Regions from separate parts of the Canis lupus genome. Here region 1 is linked to region 2. The links are chromatin contacts, called in public Hi-C maps. All regions are on one chromosome and are shown on one strand. Each heading gives the region's core, a stretch centred on a gene start, on an enhancer-like site or on the middle of the called end of the contact. The rest is flanking DNA. Distances are from core to core; before and after follow the strand shown. Region 1 overlaps SIK3 (serine/threonine-protein kinase SIK3). Region 2 holds the start of SIK3 (serine/threonine-protein kinase SIK3).

Region 1 (6,091 bases), core at 1,454-3,953, 160 kb after region 2:
TCCTAGTCTACAAGAGAAGACAGACATGTTAAGACATAATTGTAATACAGTTGTTCACTGATATTATAGAAATATGTAGAATAAATGCCATTAGACACAAATTATGAAGCATTTTCTTCTAGGGTAGGTGAGTGGGTTAGGAAAAGCTTCAGATAAATGTTCTTTGAGCTGGTTTTTAAAGAATGAGCTTGATATGAAGCCTGTGGATTATCCTAGGAATCAGGGATAGCGTCTGTATCACAAAATTAGCCAACCCGTGTTTGCTGGTATATGGGTGTAGCATGTAAAACATTTGCACTACATAAGAAGTGTCTGAATAACATTCTTGAAAGGCCTTTTGGAATATATGGGATTCTGTTTCACAGGCTGCCTGGGCTTGATGCTTAGTCCAGAGGTATTTTTTTAAGAAGCTATAAGAAAATAAATCCTCTGTTATACATTAATGTGAAAGGACTTCATATCAGAAGAATAGCCTATTTTTGTTATAAAGATTTAACATAAAATAGTACTTAGTTTACAAACTTTGTTTAGTGGAATAATGAAGAGTAAAGAAATATGTTTTTATAAAAGGTATATAGTCTTTTCTCTGGTTGATATTCCTTGAGTTAACCCGTAAGTATGAAGCATTGATCATACATAGAGCATTCTTTTGTATGTAGTAAGGAGGCATAGGAAACAATGGAAATAGTTCTAGTTTAAAACTTTAAGAACTAAGGCGTATCTTGTGACTATGTTTCACAAAGAAATTGTGTTTCCTCAAGACTTTTAAGGAAAAAATTTAACTTACTTGGGATAGAAGAAAATATGGTGTGCTTTTTGTTTTTGTATCTGCAGGAATACTCAGTACCAAGAAACTCCAAGTCATTCCATATCATGATTGCAATGGTCATTGCACAAACATACATGTGAGAAAATGACATAGGACTGTACTCATGTTGTACCCATGTCAAAGTCTGGGTTTTGATATTATTCTAGAATTATGTAAGATTTGCCCATTGAGGGAGAGCGGATGGAGGGTACATGGGCTCTGTCCGTACTCTCTTTGCAACTTCTTGTGAATTAGTAATTACTTCAAAATATAAAGTTTTTAAAAAGTTATTGCTCTGGTTGTTTTGAGAGTGGATCATAGGCCTCCAAGGACAGAATCGAGGGTATTAGGAGCATTCCGATGAGATATCACAGTGCTCCAGAAGGGAAATAATGGCTGTTGGACTAGTTTGCTGACATGAAGGTGGGTTGGAGATGGGGTGAGGGCTCATTGAATGCTGGGTATGTTTTGAAGATAGAGCTAATAAAATCTGCTGATGGGTTGGATATGGGTGTGGGAGAAAGAGAATGGGGTGACAACAAGGGTTTTGGCCTGGAAGCATGAAGAAAAAAAGATACCGAGGAGAAACAGCAACAAGAAAAGAAGGCTGATGTGAGGTAGTTGGATTCTTGGCAAGGAAAACAAAGTAACGAACCTCCTTCCTCCAGCCCCTCCTTCCTCCAGCAGGGTGGTAGCTTGGGGCCTGCATGGGTTAGGGACAGGATGACACTGAAGTGAGTGCACTCTTGTTAACCTGCTCCCAGGCAGCTGAGTTCTCTTGGCCTCGCCCTGGCTCTTTTGGAAAGAAGCATTTGTTTAATAAACAGGAAGTCGTTTCCATGGGTGTAGAGAGAAGAAATGATAGAAGTGAGTGGCAAAGCACAGAACTGCCAGCTGTGGTTAGCTTGGAATTGGCAGAAGTCTTCTCAGGTAGCCACCTAAGCTTAGCACACAGGCTGCTTCCCCGCCACCCCGTTCTGGACTGGGCTATTTCTTTATCAAAAGAAATGAAAAATTTCTGCCCTGTTGGTTGACCTGCTGTCAGAGCATATTCATTTTCAGCTAGTGTTTTGGATCAGTTGGAGTCATAGACTCAGCAGACAAATGGAGACACTGTCTGTTTATAGTGGAAGAGTGACTTATTTTAAGAAGTGTTGGCTCCCCACCACCATCCCATTAGTGGCGTGCCTCTGACACTCCAGTGAGGCTGGTCGAAGGAAGTTAAGACCGCCTTATGTGTATTTTCGCTCTTTGAAAGGTTCGACTCTAAAATGTACCACAAGATATTTCTTCCTGAGTCAGATTAGGACAAAATTACAAGTAGGGAATTCTGAAGCAAACTTTATATATTTACTTGCTCTTCATACTTTTACACTTTGGAATTCATTCCCTCCATTTCTAAGAATTCTCTTCTCGAGCTATATGCATCCCCCCACCACCACTGTGTCACTAGCTTAGCTTCTTCCTACTTCATGAGGAAGAGCAGTTAAAAAAAGATGAAAGAAGTCCCTTGCAAAGTGATTTATGGCAACTGGAAAGTCAGAAAGTCATCTTCAACTTCTTCCTTTGGATAGAAACTTGACACAGGAGACTTGTATTTTCCCTTTAGCAGAGAGTCACCTCATCCTTGTCTTGTCTGAAATGGTTGGAATGAAGCTGTGATAGAGAGGAACTTAACATTTGCCCCAGAGATAGAGGGACAGCTAAATAGATAAAGAGTGCATCATTGAAGAGAGAAAGGGGTTGGGGCTGGTACAACAGATGAGTAACTGGAGAGGATCTGGGCTCGGAGGCTGGGGCCCAGGACCTGGGATCCTGGCTGCTGTGTGAGAAGTTCAAGACTAAGGGTACAAGGTGGTATGGCCCTCAGGATTTAGGAGAACTAGCTCACTGAGCTGCCTGGAAGAAGCAAGACAATTCCTCAGGGTGCCTTTCCACTGAGGTTTATCCAGACAAGATTTAGAATGTATCTTACTCTGAATTCTGAGTGGTTCTGGAACCAGTTTGTTTCATCTGTCTTCTGAAATTACCCCAGTATTTATTCAAATGCTGTGACTTTTTGTTAGGTCCAGGCCGGGCTACTGCTCTGAGTTTCTTTGCTGGAAGTTAAACATCGCATTTGAGCTTGCAAAGTTTTTGCTGCCTGCCTATGGGGCACACGTGAACATAAAGCAGCCATTTGTCCTCGGGCAGCTGAAAGGCGGTTTCAGCAGGGACTGGAAACCACTGCAGGCTGCTGGCTTCCTGGCACACCCACTAGCCCCCATAGGTTTGCTCTGAAAGCAAACTAACAGGGATGGGAGGTAGCGGCGGCGGCAATCAGATGGGCAGAAATAAAAGCAGAGGCCAAAAAGTCTGAATGACAGGGAGCCATTAAGGTGGTCCTGTACTGTACTTCTCCAAAGCCGAGAAAATGTAAACGTCAAACACAGTAACTAGGAAAAAAGATCTGATGCTAGCAGCCAGCACTTGAAAAAAGTGATTTGTATATCTTTATATTCATAACTATAGGGATACTATAGGTGTCTCTGGGAAAATACTATATAGCTTAAACTCTTACCCAGGATGCTTTCACAAATACCTTTTAATTAGATCCATGTAACAGTGACATTTGATATATATCATAATTACCTTCAAGCACTATTGAATCCTGAAGAACCTTAGGATCTATTAGCTAAATATTTGAATATTCTCTGTTTAGATACTGAGTGGACCTTTTTAAAAATACTTTTTAAATGCCCTTGAAAGTTAAAGTTATATCGTATAGGATAACTCCCAATCATTGTACAAGTTTATTTGCAAATATGCTATCCTTTCTTTGGCCATTGCGTGGAACAGGGTTTCTTTCTGCTTAGCAGTTCAAGAGGTGGGGATATTGGCAGTATAAATGATTTGTCCAAGGACAACCAGTGTGTCATTGTGGAGATAAAACAGGACTAGGCTGCATTCCACTAGCTCCTGGCCCGTGTAACAATTTTGAGAACTTTGCAATCATTTTAGGAAAACAAAGTACTTAGAAAATATAGTTGTTTTTTTTAAATAAAAGAAAATCACTTATTTTGGAAATCACAAAATTAATCATTCTGTTGTATTTAAGAAGCTCTTTGATGTGTTCTGGTAATTAGTATTTACTGCCAGACGAATGTCTCTTGGGCATTTTAATTAATGGGTGGCTTGGCCAAATGAGCTTCTGATGGTAAACCTTCATAAGGGTTTATTTTTATGTTTCTCAAGAATAGCTGTCTCTTCAAAGCCCTTTAATTAGACAAAGTTTAGCAGCTAAAACATATTATTAGAATAATTAGGCCTTGGGTTAAGAGGAATAGGGGGTCAAAGGAGCAGGTACTGTTAGAGAGGATGGAGTCTTAAAATAAAACCTAGCGTTGCGTGTTTGATGGATGTCCACTTCTTTAACAGCTTATATTAAGTGACTCTCCCTAGTTAGGGACTTGGTGGTGTTTAAAGTTCATTTGACAGATCTCACCAGAAGCGTAAATACACCAGAGTGCGTGCTCGTTTATCACTACCTCTAAACTGTAGAAAGTGGTATTCTTGTCCTTTTAACTTCTAAATGAAGACTTCCCATTTTCTCTTTTTTTTTTTTCCTACTACACTGGTCATCTTGGCTGTAATAAAGGATAGCCTTTGAGGGAAATGCTTCAAGAAGCTGGGGTAGAAGCCACTGATAACACCAACAATTACAATAATTCTGTTGAAGGGTCTTTCTTAATAGTTTCAGTGATCTACAAGACGTTATTCTTAAAATTACTGTAGTATTTGATGCTAAAGTTTTATGCTCTTTGTGGTCAGAATGTAGTTTGAATTATTTGAAAATCTGCTGTGTAGATGGATTGTCATTTGGCTCCCCTTCTTTACACCTTACCCCCATTTCTTGTCCTAAGCCCTCAATCTTGGTGGTCAATACTAGTGCACATGTTTTATCTCAGACTTCCTCTTTGTGATGAAGAAAAGATACATGTGACTGGTCCTGTGGGTGCTCGCCATGGTGCCAGAACAGTTGGGTAGGATTATTGAGATGACTATTGATAAACAGTAATATGCTTATTTATATTGTCTGATTTTTCATGTTCCCACTATCTCAGGATGCTTGTGATGGCAAGTGTGTCCTTGTCCCGTCTAGATGAGTTAGGTTAAGGATAGTGCTAATGAGACCATTGGAAGTTTTCAGTAGGGCAAGTTGTATCACCAGTGTTTCTAATCCCATCAGTTGTTATGATCTGGATATGTTATCAATTAGATGAAGAACTCGGGTTTAGGATTCATTGGTTCAGTATAAACCTACTGGCAATGTTAGAAAAAAGTATTTAATTATATTGGTAATTGGTAATTAATGGGATTGGCTCTGGGTCAGTCAGTTCACTTTTTTTTTTCCAGTTCACTTTTAAATATTGAAGATAGCTTGATTTATAGTATCACAAAGTTCATCACATGGAAATCTTTTGCTATAGCTTAGTTAGTCCTATTACCAGTGAAATCATTTCATTGAAAGTGGTAGAGGGCAGCCCCGGTGGCGCAGCGGTTTAGCGCCACCTGCAGCCTGGGGTGTGATCCTGGAGACTCAGGATCGAGTCCCACATCCGGCTTCCTGCATGGAGCCTGCTTCTCCCTCTGCCTGTGTCTCTGCCTCTCTCTTCACTCTCTCTGAATGAATAAATAAGTAAATCTTTAAAAAAGAAAAAAAAAAGAAAGTGGTAGAAACTTCTCTTTGTTTTCTATTGTTATCTACAAAAATAATAACAGTTTAAGAAATATTTGAAAAGCACATAAATGCAGATGGAAAGATAGAGGCATATCCTCTATGCATTCCAAGTGTAATCACCAAACAAATACATTTTTAGATTAAGCTGTAAAACTTTGTGAAAGCAGAAGAGAGATTAGCATAGATGGGCTCCTATATAAAGCCGTTTCTCCCTTAGCAGTGACTAACTTCTCTCCTCTCGTCCCCAAAATGATTGATTATTGTGACTCTGCTTTTTGACTCATGCTTTAGCACAGGAAATATTGCTGATTCTTATCTTCAAGGGTATGTTTGCTGTAATCTCTTACAATGGAGATAAGAGAGAGGAGGTGTTGAATGTGATGATTCTCAAAAAAAAAAACATCATAACCCTCAGAACTCTTTTTTCTTAGGGTAGAGGATATGCAGTCCTCTGCATACTCATGTATGCTGAAAACAGTCTGAGCACTGCTTGCTAATGGGCTTCTATAGATGCAGATCAGGGCCACAAGTTGCCATTTGCTTGTTTCACTTCTTCAACTGTT
Region 2 (6,387 bases), core at 284-2,783:
GCAAGGGCTTAACCAACACAAGAAGCTGAGGACCATTGCATCCTTATCCTTACGTGCTAGTCAAGCAGCCAATTACTGTTAATTGTGTTGGCAGTTTGGAACAGCAACCAGGGAACTGATGCAAGACAATTGTGGGATGACCTCTCTGTCCCGTCCTAGTGCCAGCCATTACTCATAGTCAGATGGGGAGCCAGGACGCGCTCGTAAACATTTTTGGGTCAGAGAGAGTCAATAGGCTCCCTCCTCCTCACACACTCACGGTGCCCTGGGTGTCAGTTTTGGTATGGTACATGCGGTCACCTGACGACACAGTTCCGCCGCACAGACAGGCAGACGTCCAGGTGGATGGATCCGGACCGGACTGAGCACATCTTAACACTGGAGCGTTCAGTCCTCTCCCTGTCTCTAGCACCCCCCAGGCTGCCAAAGGCCACCTTGCCATTGCCAGCCCCATCGCCTATCCCTCTTATCCCCCCCCCCAAAGCAATTAAATCAATCTAGTTAATAGAAGCAGTGGGACGAAGTGGAAGGGAAAGCGCGGAGCTAGTGAGGAGGGGCCCTGGGGGATCCGGATGGCAGAGGAAGGAGAGAGAGAGAGAGAGTGTGAGATTCACTGTTGGAAGCGTCACTTTGGTCACCTTCGATGTCTTTGGAGGGTCCCCGTGGGGAGGGAATCATGATGCCAGAACCTGCTTCTTCATTTTGCCTAACAGACGGTTTCGTCCCTGAGCACGACGTGGCCCTGCTGGACGACGCGCAGCTGCTTCGTCGGGTCACGGCAGCGACACGAGCAGGACGCGGCGCCGGGACCGCCGGGACCGCCCCCCGCTGCAGGGTCGCCGGAGGCCGGGCGGAGGGAGACCCCCGGCGGAGCGCATCCCCGCGCGGCCCCGCCCCCGCGCCCCCCACCCCGCGGGCCGTGACGGGGCGCCCGGTGGCCGCGGGGCAGTTGCGCTGCTGGAAGGAATCTTGCTGAAGAACTGCCCTGCCCGGCCACCGGCCTGCTGACGGTTTCCTCGGCGCGGCGGCTGCTCCTGCCTGGGGGGCCTCGAGGGCTAAAGGGGGACGAGGCCGCGGTTTCCGGGGACGGGGCAGTACTTTGGTTCACGGGAGGCCGGGCGACTGCTGAAGGGGGCGGGTGGCCTGGAGCGCCGTGGCCTGCACCTCCCGCGGCCCCCCCCGCCCCCGCCCCCGCCCGCGAGCGCGAGCGCGGCGGCCGTCCCGGAGCGGCGGGCGGGCGGGCGGCGCGCACCGTCCCGTCCCCGGAGGGGGGCGCCCGGGAGCCAGCGCCCGGGCCGCCGTCCCACGCGGGGAGGGCGGGCGGGCGGGCGGGCCGGTGACGTCACGGTTGCCATGGCCGCGGGCAGTGACGCGCGTCGGCACGTGACGCGCCGTTGCCATGGCGCCGGGCCCCGGCGGCGCGGGCGCCCCGCCTCCCGGAGTGACGTGGGCCGGCCCCCCCGCTTTTCCCGCCCCCCGCCCCCTCCCCCCCGCCGGCTCCCCGCGGCCCGGGAGGTTTCACTGCACAACAAGATGGCGGCGGCGGCGGCGAGCGGAGCTGGCGGGGCTGCCGGGGCCGGGGCGGGGGGAGCCGGGCCGGCGGGCCGCCTGCTGCCTCCGCCCGCCCCGGGGCCGCCGGCCGCCCCCGCTGCCGTGCCCCCGGCGGCCGGCCCGCCGCGTCCCCCCGCCCCGGCCTCCCGCGGGCCGGTGCCTGCGCGCATCGGCTACTACGAGATCGACCGCACCATCGGCAAGGGCAACTTCGCGGTGGTCAAGCGGGCCACGCACCTCGTCACCAAGGCCAAGGTAGCGGCGCGGCGGCAGCGCGGCCCGGGGCGGGGGCGGGGGCGGGGGCGCGGGGCCGGGGCCGGGGCCGGGGCGAGCGCGGGGCGCGGGGCGCGGGGCCGGGCGGCCGGGGCCGGGGACCGACGCTGCGGAGCCGGGGCTGCGGGGGGCGGCGGGGGAGCTCTGGGACTCCTGGCGGAGCCGCACCCCGAAGCCGGGGGCCCCGGGAGCCCGCAGTTGGAGCCCCCGGGGGACGGGGGCAGGGGCTAGGAGGTGCGGACCGCGGGGTGGCCGCGGGGGGGCTTCGGAGAGGACCAAGGACGGCCGGGGCATGCCGGGGCGCGGGGCTGCGGGGCTGCGGGGGTGCGCGGTCCTGGCGCCCCGTGACACACGCCGGGCAGCGCTTGGTCGCCCGGGACTGATGGGAGGTCGCGGCGGGGAGCGGGAGCCCGGGGACGGCCCCGAGATCGTTGGAGGAGGCGACGGAGAAAACGGGGAAACGAGGGGGAGGCAGATCGCGTGGCTCCTCCGCGGGAAGGGGCTCAGGGAGCAGAGGCCCAGGGCGCCCGGGGTCGTGACGGCACTAGGGAGTCAGGGGGTAAGCGGTTCGGGAGAGCTGGGTTGCTGCTTTATTTTTAGTTGTTGCAGGGTCTGGAATCGTGGGCTTTCAGAGAGCCCCGGGGTGGGCTCTCGGCGGTGGTGGGGGAAGCCCGGTGGGTGACGGAGGAGGTGTTGGAGGAACCCAGACCCTGGAGGATCAGTACACTCCTTGGGCCCTTTGGTTCTCCAGGGATTTGCGGAGCTGTTACTAGTGAAATGGGCCAAGGTCAGTTAGGAAGGCACATAAGTACACATGTACGGTTTGACATGTAAAATTCCTTTTTTTTTTTTGAGGAAATGTGGGGTAGCCTTCTTCACTGGAAGTATTGGAACCAGAGTCCTCAGGAGGAATCTTTTGGTCTTGAGAGGACCCACAAAGCCCATTTGTACTCCAGATCTCTTGCTTTGCTCAATCTCTCACTTGAATGAATACTTTCAGTGTAGTCATTCATTATATCTAAAACTGCAGTTTGTGTTTTCCTTCAACCTGATGAAGCACCCTTAGAGCTGCTGCTCCTGCTTCCTACCAAAGCCACATCAATTCCTCACCTCCTCAGTCTGGCCCTTATCATCGCCTGCCTTGTTTTTTGCTTTTATGGCAATTGCTTATTTTCAGAAGCCAGTAACTTATCTAGGCCTTCTCTCCTGCTCACTCACAACCTGAAGTTCCTTTTTTCCCTCCTTTCTGTCAGAGCCTACAAGGGGCCCTTTCCACCAGGGTAGCAGGGTAGGTGGCTGTGGAAAATTGATTGGTCAGTTTCACTTCCTCTGGGGGGCCCCCTTCAGCCTTTTTGTCAGTTTTTATGGGAGGGCCTCAAGTCTGCAGGTCTGAGCTGAATGAGATACCAAAGTCCAGGATTCTCTGATGTCACCCTCAGACCCTGAGGGGGACTAGACTGAGCCAAGACTTTGGTGCGTCTCTGCCTGTCCCCCCCCCCCCCCCCCCATGCACACCCAGGTGTTTACAGTTCTATTTACTGTTAGCTAAGCCAAAGTTATGTTTATAAACAATACTAGTTGTTCGAGAGCTTTGTTCCTTGTTTCAGTATTTCCTTTTTTTTTTTTTTTTTTAAACCTCCCCCTCTCTTCTAAGTAATCACATTGAGCTCCTGTGATTATTTTGCTCTGACCTCTGGGGGATGGACTCCATGAACTTAATTGGTTTCCTGGTTTATGGTATCTATGATTTAAAGAACTTTGTGTCTTACAGCCCTTGGATACACCAAAATATTGATAAAAAAAAAAATCTGTGACAGACAGGGTTGTATGTTTTTGTAAATGTAATTGCAAACAGTTGATTCTTGGCTTTATATATAAAAGAGACATTTTTATCTTCAGTAGTCAGCAAAGCCAGTGGCTAATTATGGCTGATCTGCTTGCTTTCTAATTTCCCTATGTGTGTGTGTGTGTTTCTTGGTTTTTCTCCGAGGCCTTGGTGTCCTTTAGGATAGCAGCATTTTAAACATTAGCTTGTTTATACACGGGTGTCACTGTTTATGTTGGTTTTTATCTTTGATCATTTGTGGTGTGCAGTTATGTAATGCGTATGTATGGAAATATTTGAAATCCTGAACGATACCGAATGAAATGGCTTGGACAATGAGTTGCATGTGTGCGAGGACCACACCAGCGCTCATTTGTGTTTCTGTAGCAGTGTGCAATTTCCTAGTTACAGTTACAAGTGCCCTATCTTTTGCTGCTTAAATTACTCTGACGACATGAGTGAAGCTTAATTCACAAGGAGTTGTCATGTGCTCTGGGTGAACGATGAGCATATTTTGGCCTGCTCCATGGTTGTCTGAATCCACTTTGGAAGGGATTCTTAAATGCTGACAGCTTAGATGTGCCTAACAGCTGTTGACATACAGTGTGATGGCCTATTAAGGCCATGGTTTGGTTATATAATGGCAAAGAAGGTGCCTAGCTAGGTACTAGTAGATGCAGAAGCTGCTGTTTCAATTGCTCAGGGAGATAGATTTTTCTCTCCGTGCACTGCAGTGTTTATTTTACTTCTGCAGTCAGGTCACTTGGAACCAAGAGAGCTATTTTTTCCCCCCACCTCTTTCTAGAATCTATAATTTTTTGTTTCATCTTTTAGAGGTCTGTGATTTTTTTTTTTTTTCTCCTCTTCCCCTGTAAGCCACTGAATGGTCTGGGTTTTTCTTAAAACCGTGTCTAACAGGGGGATCCCTGGGTGGCTCAGCGGTTTAGCGCCTGCCTTCGGCCCAGGACATGACCCCGGAGTCCTGGGATCGAGTCCCACGTCGGGCTTCCTGCATGGAGCCTGCTTCTCCCTCTGCCTGTGTCTCTGCCTCTCTCTGTGTCTCTCATGAATAAATAAATCTTAAAACAAAAACAAAAACGTGTCTAACAATTAGATTCCGGTAATTCAGAAGATACTTGCATTGGTTGAAGGAGGGTAGGTTATCAGAGCTTTCTGAACATCAGAGAAGTATTTAGGATCACCTTTTCTCACACACACTATCCATTCCAAGGACTAAGAGGCTAAAGTAAACTTCATTTATTAAGCTACTGCCCTCTGTCCAACCATAAGCGGTGAGGGTAGCTCTTTTCCAAATTCTGTTAACTCTCAAACCTCCTCTAGTAGGACCCTGGGCTGAAGAGAATCAGTAGAGAAGAGGAAATAGTTTCCTGTTAGGATGCTGGTGACTTTTACAGCACGGCCTTCATGGGCTCAGACTTAATATTGGCAGTTCTGCATTGCTTAGAGCATCATTGCAGAACAAACAGGTAACAGGAGAGAAGATTCATTGGTGACACACTTTGGTCAGCAGCTCACCCTGGTTGTCTTTGTCCTACCTTCTGTGATTTCCTTTTTTTTTTTTTTAAAGAAATCTTAGTCTGAGATTCTCAGTGTGCTTTCTCAGTAGGACACTGTAAAGTTTAAAGAGATTGAAAAAAAGATTTTGTGCTTTCAGATTGCTTATAGTCTGTCTCCTTTGCCTACTTATACTTCTACTGATTGGATTAATGGGAACAAAGGGCAGATATATGTTGTATGCAGTTTTTCAGCATATTTCTGACTATAAGAGCCATTGGTCAAATACTTATAAAGCGTTATTTCAACACATACGTATCACTTGCCTGCTATTGGATTGTGGTAAGAGCTTGAGCTTTTGGTAAAGCTGCCTTGGGGTTGAATCCTCTTCTGCTTAATAGTTGGATGATCTTTGATCAATTATTTACCTTCTCTGTGCTTGGATGTGGTCATCTGTAAAATGAGATGGCAGTGGTACTTACAAGTTTGGGTGTTATAAAGATTAAATAAGATAACATATGGGAAGCTACTGGAACAGTGCCTAGCACATAGTAGGCATGTGGTGAATAGCAGCGGCAGCAGCTGCTGTAGTAAGAAAGATGAATAGGACAGAGCTCCCCTCTTTTTGTTTTTCATCTGTTTGGAACAGTTCATGAATACATAATGCCATTTGTTTTGGGTAGGAAGATGTCATCTTCATGATACGCTTTCAGGATAAAAAATTAGCTATTATTTCAGTTGCCACTTTGAGATATTTGGGTTGAACTCCTGTGGACTATGGGCTAATTTAATGAAATTGACATTTTAAAACATAATTTTCCATTAGTTAAGGTTTTTTTTTTTTTTTTTTTAAGTAAGCCTATGCCCAATATGGAGCTTGAACTCGTGACCCGGAGATCAACAGTCACACGCTCTACTGACTGAGCCAGCCAGGTGCCCCTAAACCTTTTTTTTTTTAAAAGCAATTGTGAGACTTGTCTAATGAAAATGGACTAATAGTGGCTTTTGCTTTGGGCCACCCCAAATTCTTAGTGTGTTTGTGTAACTACTCTTTGTTATATTGGTGATGGAACAGAGTTTATCGGAGTGTACTTCCCCCTCCAGAGATTCACTTAAGTCTGGTGGAGAATATGAAGAAATATTCCTGCAAACTTAAGAATACATTTTGCATTTGGGTGCACAGTGTGCTACTTAGAAGGCCAAGGTCAGGATTCTTAACTTTA

The links. Hi-C and Micro-C count contacts between places; a contact is called where the count stands out from the background.
Region 1: a contact with region 2 is called in a Hi-C map of skin fibroblasts, with 4 times the contacts expected there. The contact joins the enhancer-like site here to the promoter of SIK3 in region 2. A contact is called at or near these places in 5 of 9 Hi-C or Micro-C datasets (amygdala, blood, liver and 1 more).

What each region holds. Positions count from the first base shown.
Region 1 is chr5:16,678,653-16,684,743 of UU_Cfam_GSD_1.0, forward strand. All of the region lies in intron 3 of SIK3 (serine/threonine-protein kinase SIK3), which reads left to right. Among named protein-coding and RNA genes, the nearest start is that of APOA1, 87 kb to the right of the region's middle. Within about 2 kb of position 2,704, at least 2 of the 20 cell types and tissues checked have an H3K27ac peak or open chromatin away from gene starts, as enhancers often do.
Region 2 is chr5:16,520,234-16,526,620 of UU_Cfam_GSD_1.0, forward strand. SIK3 (serine/threonine-protein kinase SIK3) reads left to right here and starts at 1,534. Exons shown (of 24, transcript XM_038536052.1): 1 at 1,534-1,806. The coding sequence starts at 1,534. It overlaps LOC111095817 (a long non-coding RNA gene), which reads right to left and starts at 816. Exons shown (of 4, transcript XR_005359208.1): 1 at 639-816.